2 separate regions of the Gossypium hirsutum genome follow, and region 1 is linked to region 2. A link is a contact called in public Hi-C data. All regions are on one chromosome and are shown on one strand. Each heading gives the region's core, a stretch centred on a gene start, on an enhancer-like site or on the middle of the called end of the contact. The rest is flanking DNA. Distances are from core to core; before and after follow the strand shown. Region 1 holds the start of LOC107954647 (CLIP-associated protein). Region 2 has its middle 29 kb from the start of LOC107954648.

Region 1 (7,154 bases), core at 178-2,677, 33 kb after region 2:
ATAAATAAAAATGAGATTTAAGTAACGATCAATTGACGTTTATTCTCGTTTCCAAGGACTTAAGACATTGTGTCCTAACTTACGCGACATGATCCTTTTTCTCGATTAACTTGAGATAAGCCCTTTTCGTGAAAATTACTTTAGTTAGGTAGTGCCTTAATACAAAAATGGAACTCTTTTCAAATTTCTAATTCTCCACACTAAGACATCAATTAATCAATTAAGTATCAATTTCGGGTGTTACGAGGGTGCTAATCCTTCCTCGTGCGTAACATACTCCCGAACCCATTTCCGGGATTTGGTAGACCAAAATTATTATTTTAGTAAATCAAACTTTTTATTAAAACGATCAAATTGTAAGGTGATCCGATCACACCTCAAAAAAAGGATTGGTGGCGACTCCATTTTCGTTTTTAAAAAAAAATAAAAAAGTCGATTTGAAAAAAAGAAGTTTCGACAGTATTTAATAAGGACGAAGTGAGGAAGGGGTTGTTGCTCAATATGATTCCATTTCACAATTATAATAGTAGATTTTGGGACACCTATTACATGGTGATTGGAAAAAAAAACATGAAAAATTGTCTTTCAAAATTTATTAAAAACGATTTTTTTTAAAATATATGAAAATTTTAAATTTTTAAGTACTTAAATTTGGGTTGATTTATCCATGTATGCTGAATAAAAATAAAATTTGATAATTTATGTTCTTTTTTTAATTTACCAATATATATTATGTTTGGAGAGAGAAAGGAAAATGTGTCCTACAACACGTTTCCCTTTTTCTATTGTGAAAACACATCAACAACGATGTGCTCAATAATAACGACGAAGAGGATAAGGAGTTGTTAGAAGAAGAAGAGGAAGAAGATTATAATTCCCCCTCTTTGCTACCTCAATCAATTGTGACCATCGTACCCTCCACCTCAATTCCTGCCATTCCTCTTGCCGTTCCTTCATCCACTGTCGTGATTGTCGATGATGTTCTTCTTGGGGATTCAACTCCCGACTCCAAACACCAACGGATTGATTCCGCTGTTTTTGAGAAAAAACCTCATTCACCACAACAATTCAATGAATTGCGACAATTATTTTCACAAAGTGAAACGTGCCTGTTAGACACATTTTTTTCTCTCTCTAAAAATAATATATATCGGTAAATTAAAAAAATTAGTATAAATGGTCAAATTTCTTTTTTGTAGCATATATGGGTAAATCATCCCTTAAATTTGAGTTTTATCGGATGTATTGGTAGGTAATTCATTATATATATATGTTATGTATGCATTTTATTCTTTTTGCTTTTGTTTAATTGTTAATTCTGTTGAAAATTTTCTGTTAAATTTATTAATGAAACATTTTAAAATAAAAAATAATTACTCGATAGTTAATGTAATAAAAAAAATAGGGAAAGTAAGTTGTTTGAAATAAAAGAATAACTAGAAATTTTAAACCAAAAAATAGCTGGACTAGTAAATTCCAAATCTGAAGTATCCGATCATCCCTGTGTTATCCTTACGACGGTTACAACTGAACAAAAAAAAACTAAAAAAAGAGCACATCGCAGTCTCGCGCGAAAACAAAAAAAAGAATGGCAAAAACTCGTAAAATAATACAAAAGGGATGGGCAGTTTCCTTAATTACCTGAACCACACACTTTCATCATCTTCTCCGTCAATCTCAGTCCACTTTACCATCTCTACTCCTTTCATCCGTAATGATAATTTCTTTTTGAGGAAAGAAAAGAAAAGAAAAATTAATAAGAAAGAAAATAAGCGCAACTTCTTCGCTAAGTATCTCTTTACCAATAACAATCATTTTCCTTGCCTTTAATTGAATTTCTTTCCTCTCTGCCAAACACATTTCCTCAATTTTCATTTTTATTGTTTTTTTTCCAAATTACTGGAATTGGTTGAGAAATTTAGATCTGAGGACAGGATCGGGATCCAGATGGAGGAGGCACTGGAGCTGGCACGCGCCAAAGACACCAAGGAGCGAATGGCGGCTGTGGAACGTCTCTACCACCTCCTCGAAGGTTCCAGAAAGAGTCTGACTTATTCGGAGGTTACTTCGCTCGTGGATTGCTGCATGGATCTCCTCAACGACAACAACTTCAGAGTCTCCCAGGGCGCTCTCCAGGCACTTGCTTCTGCCGCCGTCCTCTCTGGTGATCACTTGAAGTTGCACTTCAACGCGCTTGTTCCCGCGGTTGTTGAACGGTTAGGTGACGCTAAGCAAACCGTCAGAGACGCTGCGAGACGCCTACTTCTCACTCTCATGGAGGTAGAGTTGCTATCTATTTCCTTTTATGTTATTGATTGTCTACTGCTAGTATAATTCCTTTTCCTTCTTATAACTGACTTTCATGCATATCAATCCATGGAAGACTTTTGTCCCTCCGCTTTGTGGAACTTTACCGTACCAGAATGTTTTTTATTCATGGAGATAGGAAATACGGTTTTTCTTAGCTTTGAATGAGTCAAGGGCTTCCGAATTGTTTTACCTTAAAATAATTCGTTATCATTTTTGTCTTCGCAATTCTTGGTAAATGGAAACCTAACTCATTCCTTATTTTATTGCTTTCTAAAGTTACCTTAGCTTTGTAGAAGTCATTAGTGAATGCTTTTATGCAATTGAATAATTACCATCCTTAATTACCTCGGGATGGCTTCCATGTTTCTTGTGGGATTAGTCATTCATTCCATTTTAATTTTTTATTAATACTACTAAGAAAGCAAGTTCGTGAATTAGGGTTCCTCATGCAATTACCTCTATGGCTATCATATGTTATTGAAAAGCAGATGCTTGATACTCTTCTACTCTCAAAAGATACGTTTATGTTTAGTGTGGTTTAAAAAGTCTGCTGTGAAGAACTAAAGCATTAGCTTTTAAGATTTTCTTTTCTAGTTCTCACTCTAAAGCAAGACTTAAGAACCTGCATTGTCATAATGGCTATGGACAATTTAGTAAGAATACAAGTTGTCAAAAGCTTTTTCACTTTTCTTGGATCCCATTATGTGGTCGTTTCTTTCACTTGCTTTTTGCTTGCTAAAGGTTGGTCAAAAAAGAAAGAGAAAATGGTAGAAATGAAACCATAATAGATTGGAAGTTAACAAAATTACTGAAACCCATCTCCAATTTAGTAAAATCATGCAGCATTTTGTTCTCTATAAAAGTACACTGTATTTTTGAAGTCTTCATAAATGTTATTTGCTTTTGTATCTAAGTATTCCTTTTCTTTTCTGTTTTATGTTGTGGAAAGTAGTAACTTCCTTAATCCATATGCATTTTCAAGTAAGATTAGTGATACAATGAGGGAGTGGACAACCTCAAGAATTTGTCCATTGCAATTTTTATTTTTTAAATTTCTTTTCAATGCCCGGTGGTTTATGGTTTTATTTTTATATCTGTTTTCATAAGGAAAGGGACTAGATTATATGTTTTGCAATTATATTTTGGAGTAAGTATCAATTTGAGTGCCTTGCTGAGTTTTTTGAATTATTATTTTAAGATAAGTGGTAAACAATTAGTTTGATCTGTAAAATATACTGATTATTTTGTATTCCAGGTTTCTTCTCCAACAATTATTGTTGAAAGGGCGGGCTCTTACGGCTGGACGCATAGAAGTTGGAGAGTTAGGGAGGAATTTGCCCAGACAGTCACATCCTCAATCAGTCTTTTTGCATCTACTGAGCTTCCACTTCAACGGGCTATTCTCCCCCCCGTATGCTCATTAGTCATTAACTTCTCCAAAATGTATGTGTGACAGAGATAAGTTGACATATATAAATTTCTTTATTTATCAGATTTTGCAGATGTTGCATGACTCAAATCCCGGTGTTCGTGAAGCTGCTATATTGTGCATTGAGGTCAGTGAAAGTTGTCTTCTAGTATTATCTTTACTAGAGCTCAACAACATTTCTAACTTAGGTTTAGTAAGAATTGATATTTTCTTATTCTTGTTTTGGTCATATTCAAATTTCTAATCGATGTTTTAAAGGAACTTTCGCTTTTTCCTAAATATACAAATGATAGCCTGAATCCTAATAGGTGGGCTTTCTCAGAGGCAGCTGTTCTGCCTATCAGTTAGGGAAAAACATGTTGATATGCTTGCAATAAGTTTTTTACTTGCCTTTAGAAGACAAAGAAATATAATGAAAAAATCAATAGGCACAAACATCAGGGTTCTGAATCTGTTTTCTAGTCAGGAAAACATTAAAAACTTAAGTTGGTCAGGACTCCTTTTTGTTGGAAAACAAAAACTAGAAAAATTTTTCTTGACAGCTTGCTGTGACCTAGGCTACGATTAAAATGTCAAAAGCAATGCTTATGTAATTTGATATCAGTAGGTTGTGCCAAAAATATTCTCTTAGTTATATTTAGCATATAAACAAAAAAAATCATCTCAATTTGATTTCTTGCGACTCAAGTTTAGATCCCCACCCCTCTTTTCAATTTTCTGCATTCCTTTCTTGTTCATGAACTCAGTTTGACATGGGTTGTTTGGCATGAAATATCTGCTCCTTAGGTTAGTATTAATGTGAATTATTTATAAAAAGTTTTTTGCTTCTATTGATGCATGTAGGTCTTTAATAATGAAGAACTATACAGTGATTATTTATTAGGTTAATTTTCGGTTTCTTTTTTGTATTTCTGCTATTGATGTTTAATAAATGTTGCATTAACTGAGAAGTAATTCTTTGCTATATGTCCACTTATTGCCATTCTTCTTGACAAATTACTCTTAGAAATTTCATGAGTCATTACTTTGTCACATCTAGTTGCATAATGCTGATCACATTATTTCTTTTCCAGGAAATGTATATGCAGGCTGGAACTCAATTTCGTGATGAACTTCATCGCCATCAGCTTCCTGCATCTATGGTGAATATTTGATTTTAGAATAATATATTCCATTCTCTAGCCTTGATTTTAATTATTTGTAGCTGCAGATGAATGATATTCTCATTTTTTTGTGACTTCACATTAACGGCTCAGTTACACCCTTCCCCTCCCCCTCTGCATTCTCATTCCTGTTAAGTCTACTTAATTTAACATGTAGTTTCATAAATGATAACATTAGTTTTGATCCTTTAATGTTGATTACATTTCCTTCTAGAAGAAAGGTATGGGTGTTATTACTCTGTGAGTTGTATAATATAGCATATAACTGCAGGTGAGAGATATTAATGCCAGACTAGAGAAAACTGAGATGCAAGTTCGACCTTCAAATGGAACGTTGGGTGGTCTTGCTGCTGGAGATAGAAAGCCTGTCGTCTATAACGTCAAGAAAAGCAGTCCACGAGCCAAGAGTTCTTCAAGGGAGTCATCTCTTTTGGGAGGTTTGGACCTGTGTATATCGAACAATGATTTTTTTCTTCTTGAAAGTAGTTTGGGATGTTTTTCATGATATGTGATCTCTGAATACTCTAATGAATAACCTTCTTCCAATATTGGCTACTTTATTGACATTGATGGTTAAAAGAAGTTGATGTTATATATATTTCAAAATATGGTGCTTGCTTTAGGTCATGTTTCAAGGACTTAAATGTCACTGAGGCGGTTGCTATTCTGCCTTTTACAGGTGAAATTGATGCCACAGAAAAATCCATAGATCCAATTAAAGTTTACTCAGATAAGGAGCTGATAAGGGAATTTGAGAAAATTGCTTCTACTCTTATGCCAGAAAAAGATTGGTCCATTCGCATTGCTGCAATGCAGAGAGTTGAAAGCCTTGTTTCTGGAGGTAGATACCCACTCTCTATCCAACCTTCCCTCCAATCTTGCTCTTGCTCATGTGTATATACTATTAAAAATCATTGAGTTGTGTTGTTAGATGAACAGTTATGAATGATTATGCCTTTTGTGTTTAAAGAAAATTCTTAGTCTTAAAGAGATGTCAAAACCCAGGTATGTAAACTCCTGAGTTTTCTCTCTTTTTAATGTGTTCCCCTTGGTTTTGACATCTCCAAATTTGCCCTCTTATTTGCTCTATTTGCTAACAGAAGCCCATTTTTATATGGCATATTCCTTCTCTATGATTTACAAGTTGAGAGCTAGGGGTTTTAACAATGAAGACTAATGTGAATAAACAGGTGCTGCTGATTATCCATGTTTCCGGGGACTTTTGAAGCAGCTTGTTGGCCCACTAAGTACACAGTTATCAGATAGAAGGTCAAGCATTGTGAAGCAGGTGTATACCATGTTTATTGTGTCTTCTGGTGCTGATTTTCATACACTTTTTTTTATCTAATATATTAGTAGATTTAGTTCTTGTGTTCTTATTTTATTTATGGTGTTATTTTCTATATTGCTTATACTAGCTACAACAGTATGTTTTTTCCTGTTGAATATTTTTTTACCTTGAGTTAATTGCACCACACATCCCCAAACTATGACCTTTTTTTCTAAATTGGTCGTCAAAATTCAAATCATTTTAATTACATCCTCAAACTACTGATGTTATATCAATCAGGTCCTTCCATTACTAAAATTATTAATTTAACTGTTAAATTATATGTCAGATCTTATACGACATAATCTAGAATGAGAACTTTAAGAAAAAAATGAATATTGTTAAAATGGATGTTGTAAACATCTTAGTTTTGAGGTTTTTGAAGCTTTTACGGATGCTTTATCGTACACTCTTTGTTTTTTAATATTACTTTTTTTTTTAGTTTTTATTTTTAAAAGTTGTGCTGCAATGTCTTAATTTTTTTAAAAATAAATCAGTTTAAATTTATCTACATAAGATTTGGCGTGTCATTTAACAGTTTTAATAACGAAAGGACCTGGTTGATATAACCTTGATAGTTTGGGGATGTAATTAGAGCGTTTTGAAGTTTGGGGACCAATTTAGAATGAGGGTCAGAGTTTAGGGATGTCTGGTGCAATTAAATTTTTTAACTTTATATTTCTAAATACCTTTATGTTAAGCTCACTGCCGGTTTGTTTAGAATGATTTAGTGAATTTTCTGAATTATTTATGAATCGCTGGAATTTCTGTTATTTTTTCTTGAGTTTGCCAGTGTTGGTACACATGTAGAACATATTTATATATTAAAATACTGAAGGTTCATGATCAGGAACACATTACTGACCCATCACCTGCCCTTTTCAAAAGCTCCAAGAAGGGTGTTTTCGGCTAATCCACCTGC
Region 2 (6,961 bases), core at 2,500-4,999:
AAATAGTCTTTCAACATTCATTCTGCCATTTAGTATTGTAACACCCCTTACCCGAGACCGTCGCCGCAATCGAGTACGAGATGTTATCTAATTTAACTTACCAATTCAGAGCATAAAAATTTGCTTTTAAAAATTAAATTCACTGTTCACAACAAAACTGTCTACCTGCGTGACTTTCACTAATTTAATTATAGCTCGAGTTACAGAACTTGAAATTTAAATCCATAAATTTTCCCTGAAACTAGACTCATATTACTACTTACCATAAAATTTTCAGAATTTTTTACTTAGCCAATTAGTACAGTTTATTCATTAAAGTATCCCCTGTTTCACAACTAGACAGATCTGACCTCTTGCCACTAAAAGTCAATTATATCTTTGTACAGAATTCATATAAGGTTACCATTTATTTCTTTTGAAAATAGACTCACTAAGGAATCTAGGCATATAAATTATGACCTATAATTATTTCTGTACAATTTATAATGATTTTCCAAAGTCAGAAAAGGGGACTTCAAAAACTATTCTGACCCTGTCTCACTAAAATTCAAATATCTCAAAATACAGAATTCCTTTGCCTACATCGTTTCTTTCATATAAAAATAGACTTGATAAGCTTTAATTCCATATATAATTCACTCTCTAATTCCATTTCTACTATTTATGGTGATTTTTCACATTCACGTCACTGCTGCTGTCAAAGAAACTGCTTCTTTGTATTAGCTACCATTTACACATACATAACCAAAACATAATCTTTACTAACCATTTCAATAGCTAATCTTAGCCATATCATATGAACATACTCAAAATGATTAAGACTCTATACATGCCATAGTTTAAATATTTTGAAAAGCACATAATACCGAGATGATTATGATAGTGTGATACGAGCTCCGACGATCTCCAATTCGATCAAGTTCAAATCACTATAAAACAAAGGAAATGAGAAAATGTGTAAGCTACAAATAGCTTAGTAAGTTACATGTAAATAATAGGTACTCATTTAATAAATAACACTTTTAGCATATAACTAATCAAAACATTCCTTAGCAATTTCAATCACTTACACATGCACAATCTTACCAATTCACTTTCATATACATTTTCACACTTAACATTTATCACATATGCTCATTCTTTCAATTGTACCTGCATAAACACTTCATTTCATATTCACTTTAACTCATTATTAATCCCGTTGAACACTCGGAATATACACAGATACGTAGAGATTTAGCACATAAGTGCAACACTAATATGTAGCCGAAGCTACCACTGAAACGTAGCCGAAGCTACCACTGATCAATAACACTGGAAATGTCCACGGGCCTGCTCACACAAGCTGTCAGGTGTCTGCAACACATGCTAGATCACTCAGCACCCGGGACTCACTGTAACACTGTAACACTGATCTCTAGTGACATGTCACTTGTATCCACTTCTATTCCTAAGTTCAACCGGGAATTTACACTTAACACTTTATTTTCAACACTTTAACACTTGAATAATTCATGAACAATTTTCCTTCCACATTCAATATTAATTCACATATCAAGTATAATTCACAATTTATAAAAATATAACTATTATTTACACGTAACTTACCTCGGATGCAAAACGACTATTTTTGTATTTTAGTCGATAACTTTCTCTTTTCCCCGATCACTTGCACTATTTCTTCTTTCTTGATCTGTATTAACACAATTTAATACATTTTATCAATATTTCATTCAAATACAATTCATACACAACATTTTTGCAAATTTACATTTTTCCCCAAAACTTTTCAAAAATTCCACTTTTGTCCCTAAGCTCGTAAAAATAAAATTCACTAAATTCTTAAATTTAAAAATTCACTAAATCATATTTCATGCTCATAACAGCCCTCAATTTCACAAAATCACAACTTTATGCACACTTTACCATTTTCCACAATTTAGCCCATTTTCAACATTTTCATTGAAATTCATCTAGTAAAACTTGTAATTAACACTTCAAACATTCATTATCTAACATCACTAATCAATTTACAATTATATCATGAATGGATCAATTTTTAAACTTTAATTTCATTTAAATTAAATGGTAGAAACATGAAATTCAAGCTTCAATAAGCATAAAAATACGAAAATAATTAAAAACGGGGCAAGAAATCACTTACAATTGAGCTTAGGAAGATCAAGAACCCTAGCTATGGTGACATGAATTTTTTTGGCAGCAAACGTCTGATTTTGAAGAAGATGGACACTTATTTTCACTTTATTTTGTATTTTATTCAATTTGGACAAAAATGCCCTTGACCCATTACTTAGATATTTTTCTAGAAATACCCTTTTGTGTCCATAACACTAATTTATGGTCTAATTGCCACATAAACACTTCTAATTTCATGCAATAATTCAATTAAGTCATTTAATCACTAATTAGACACACTTTGCATTTTTCTCAATTTAGTCCTAAAAATTCAATTAGGCACTAAATCATTAAAATTTTCTATCCATATTTTCACACAATATTTCAATCAATCAGTAACTAATAAAAATTTATAAAATAAAACTATTTCACTTCGGATTTGTGGTTATGAAACCACTATTCCGATTAGGCCCTATTTCGGGCTATCACAAGTATTGTTGAATTTGAATAAAAAAATAGATATAATGACTTGTTTGGTACTTCAATTTTATAAAGAAAAGAAGCCATTTTAATCTTCTATTTAATTTTTCATCTCTTATAACTATTAAATATACGATTTTTGTCAAATCACCTAAAAATTGATTGAAAAGTTAAAGTTTGTTAACTTTGTTCATGTAGCCACATATACGTGGATGACACGTCAGTAATTAATTAATTTTTTAAAATTTAAAAATTTAAAAAATTCAAAAAAATTTAAAAAATATGAAAAATTAATATTTTAATTTTAAAAATTAATTAATTGCTAATGTGGCACACACGTGGATTGCCACATTAGCAAAGTTTACCGACATCAATTTTTTTATCCATTTTGGGTAGTTAGACAAACAATGTAAGTTTAAGAGCTAAAGAGACGAAAAATTAAATAAAGACTAAAATAAATTTTTTATCAAGTTGAAAGATTAAATAAATCATTATACTAAAAAAATTACAATATGATTTGTCTTCGATTATAATTTGATATTTTAAAGGTTTTACGGTTAGTATTACAATCATCAATTGCAAAAGTATCAAACTTTTTCCAACCCTAAAAATATAAATTTGTAACATAATAGCATGATGTTTTTAGTTGTACCGACTTATATCGTATTTAAATGTTACTATATCCAGGAGCCTTCTAGTTTTTGGGTGTGCACGGCAATGGCAAAGCTGATTTTAATTGTGGGATTATCTTCAAATATGGCGGTTTTGGTGGGGATTGCCATTGTTGTATTCTTCTCTCATTGTATGGCAGAGTTGTATTATTTTAGACTCTTTTTCACCACTGTTCCTTTAGCTTATCATTATTCATTAATGACACATACTTGGTTTTGCTCTCTCATTGTTTCTTTTTATATTTTATGGCGCCGAGAACTCAACCATTTGAAATGGGTCTTTCTTTTTGATTTTTTTTTAATTTGTTAATTTTGATTGTTTTTCTCATAAATTCCCTTTCGTTTCAGAAGCTTTAAACTTTGCGTTGTTTGTTACTACTATTTGTGGGTATGTGAATAGTGTTTGGTTTAGGGGCATGGTGGATATGAATGAAGGCAATGAGGGGTTTAGTGATGCACGGTGAGAGTGGGTGTTGGGATGGTGTTGTCCAAAGGGGATGTCTTATGGACCAAATTGTAACATGTTCAAAGTTAAGGGTCTTGTTTTGTAAATTTATTTTTAATTTGGATTTTTTTCTTGAATTTTTGTAATTAATAAAATATTGTAAAATTATAAATATTTAAAACTATACAAATCTAAGGGCCAAAGCCCAAAATTTTTATTTAGCATAAAAAATAAAAGGAATACGACCCAAATAGGGAAAATGGATCCAAATTCAATCAAAGTCTTCAAATTAATTGGTCCAAATCAACATTGATTTATAATTTAATATTTGCATTTCATTTAAAAATTTGAATTTAATATTTCGAAGACACAGATAAAATTAACTGTTTACAATATTATTGGTGACAATTTGTATAACTAATGACGATTATGTATATGATTTAAGGACAAAATTAGTTGTCTATCAGGTGCGGTTATGTATTAACAATATTTATGCATTTTTTAAATCATATTACATGATGATATAGTATGTCAGACCATATCTTTTTTGTCACATATATTTTGAATATTATATTATTATTGGTGACAGTTCAATTAATAAATGACGAATACATATATCATTTGGTGACAATATTATTGTCGCTAATATTATTATGTTATTATATTAGTGACAATATAGCACGTCATTGACATGCTTACAATATTTCTTTTGTCACCTGTAAGTGAAATGCTATTTCATTATTGGTGACTATATGTATGACTTACGACAATTTTATATGATTATTGACGCAATTAATTATCATCAAATTTTATTTATATGATGGCATCATACATTATCGTCTTAATATTATCAATAATACATGACACATTATGATATAACATCAATATTAATTTTTAGTAGCATGCCTAACGTGATCAACGGTGTGACGATGAAATTTATTTCACCAAATACTAACAGTGACAGTATTATAGACATCACTAATAAATAAATTTGTTGTAGTGAACTGATAACTTGGCAAAAATATGGTGCAATTAACTTATCCAACTGTTGATGGTTTTTTAATGAAGATGTGAAGGGTGAAAATTGCCTTTAAATTTTGTTTTCATTTTTCCTTTTATGTTGGTGTTTTGCGATGCCATTTTTTATTATTTATTCAATAAAGCTTTACTCTTAAAAAACAGGTATTTTAATTTGTATCGGAAATTAAATTGGTGATTTATTTAAAAATTAAACCATCAAGAATGAAGAATCCAAAGAAAAAGAAATAATAGTTGGCCATGAAAGAGTATTTTGAAATGGAACCCATTAATAAGTTAATTTGAAATTATGCATGATTTATTTATAAAATAAAGTTACATGGACATGTCCCAATCCATTCTATATGGACGACAAGCACATATAAAATAGATCATGAAAAGGTTGCTTGTGATCTAATTGAAAATGGATCAATGGATGGACAAGTCTAGTTAACAACTGGATCACCAAACTGCCCAACAAGAGAAGAACAAGTCCAATTCAGCATGACACTTGTGAGCAGCCCAGAAATCAGGTTTTGGGAAATTTATTAAAGATCCTTACTATTTCAAATGAATCAGAAATCAGCCCACAAGATTTTCCCTTGAAGTCGTCCAACCCTTACTTAATTCAAGCATGATTTTATGCTTGAATCAAGCAACCAACATCCATTCCTTTCCACAATGGCCAACCAAGCAAAGAAGTAAATTGGGGGATTTTTCACACTATTTTTAGTAAACTTATCCACCAACCTTCACTATAAATACCCACATCCATTCCCCATTTCAAAGCATCCCTACATCTCTTGCTCATTTCCACACATATCATCCCATATTTATTTTCTTTTTTTTCTTAACCAGCAAAATCCTGAAGAGATTATCTCTTGGTTGGCCACCTTGAGAAGCCATTAGCAAATAAGCAACACAAGGATTGGAGGAAACCTTTTCAATCAGAGTTTGCTAGACTGTTGATTCGAATAGAGTTTATTCTTCCTTTATTTTGTTACTTTAATTAAATCATGTTTGCATGTGCTTTGTGATCTTGCCATCAACAATGGTAGTTTAAATTTGTTTAGCTAGGATGATTACATCATTTCAATGAATTTTGTTTAAATCATGTTTATATTATTTGTGCCTCAATCGTTCATATTTTCAATTAAACTCAAGCATGTATTTCATTCATATGTGATTGGATGCATTAAAATTAGTTGAGCGACCCGAACCAGATGACAGCTAATAGACATAATAATTGAAGAGTGCATGATTAATTTATATCCAACCTAGAATAAATTAAAGGTTTGTAATAACTTGACCGAGCTCTATTACCTTGCATGAGTTTTAGGTTTATGTGATTAAATTGTTTCAAACCAACCCAGTCTCTATTACTTCACATGAATTCTAAGAAACCCTTAGTTTAATGTGATCAATAAAGTGCATGTTTTACTAAGTAAAATATTCTAAAAGGACTTAATTTGGTTTCAAGCCCATGAAAGATCGAGGTTCCATGGAATATTTTCCGAACACTGTTAAACATGAGAAAAATAAATCAGAATTGAATGATGTAATTATTCTAGCCTATTCATATTATTTATTATTGAAGTTTGTGCTTTTTGTTGCTAAACTCGTCTCATACATTTCATTTCATACTTTACATTTAGAATAATTTGCATTAGGTATCATCTTACAATTAGTAATTTATTTTTACATCAATCACTCAAAAATTATTGTGTTTTTCTCACAAAATTGTTAACTTTAAATTTAAAATTAATTGATTAACATACACAGTCCCTATGGAGACGATAACTCTTTTACTTACTTATTACTTGCAATGATTGTGTACACTTGCACAAACCAAGCGTTACAATAAGTCCTACCCCTATCCGCTACACATCATCTCCATCTATCCCTACACATCAATTACTGTATCAAGTACCCATCCAACCCCACACACCAATAAGTGAGCGCATATCACTTTTTAGAAATAACGCAGTCAAGTTGCTAGATAACAATATGCGGTAAACCGCCAGAATTAGATATAAGTGGCTAAGCCACCAAAACAGATATACGTGGTATTAACCACCAAATAAGGCAAGTAAATTACGCTGCCAACACTTCCTCCGTCATGTTATATCCCAACCCAATGCACATGATCATGATCATACTAATAGATATAATACTTATAGATATCATGCTTACCTTCCAGATATAGTCATGC

Evidence for each region. A called contact is a pair of places that touch in the nucleus more often than the background predicts.
Region 1: a Hi-C map of leaf shows a contact between it and region 2, with 2.3 times the contacts expected there. The contact joins the promoter of LOC107954647 here to the enhancer-like site in region 2. A contact is called at or near these places in 7 of 34 Hi-C or Micro-C datasets (anther, hypocotyl, leaf and 1 more).

The regions. Positions count from the first base shown.
Region 1 is chrD07:29,284,081-29,291,234 of Gossypium_hirsutum_v2.1, forward strand. LOC107954647 (CLIP-associated protein) reads left to right here and starts at 1,428. Exons shown (of 22, transcript XM_016890262.2): 1 at 1,428-2,280; 2 at 3,566-3,721; 3 at 3,804-3,866; 4 at 4,813-4,881; 5 at 5,174-5,339; 6 at 5,582-5,743; 7 at 6,093-6,190. The coding sequence starts at 1,948.
Region 2 is chrD07:29,248,297-29,255,257 of Gossypium_hirsutum_v2.1, forward strand. No RefSeq gene overlaps it. Among protein-coding and RNA genes, the nearest start is that of LOC107954648, 29 kb to the left of the region's middle. Within about 2 kb of position 3,750, at least 2 of the 9 cell types and tissues checked have an H3K27ac peak or open chromatin away from gene starts, as enhancers often do. A contact at or near this core is called in leaf, where this site is marked.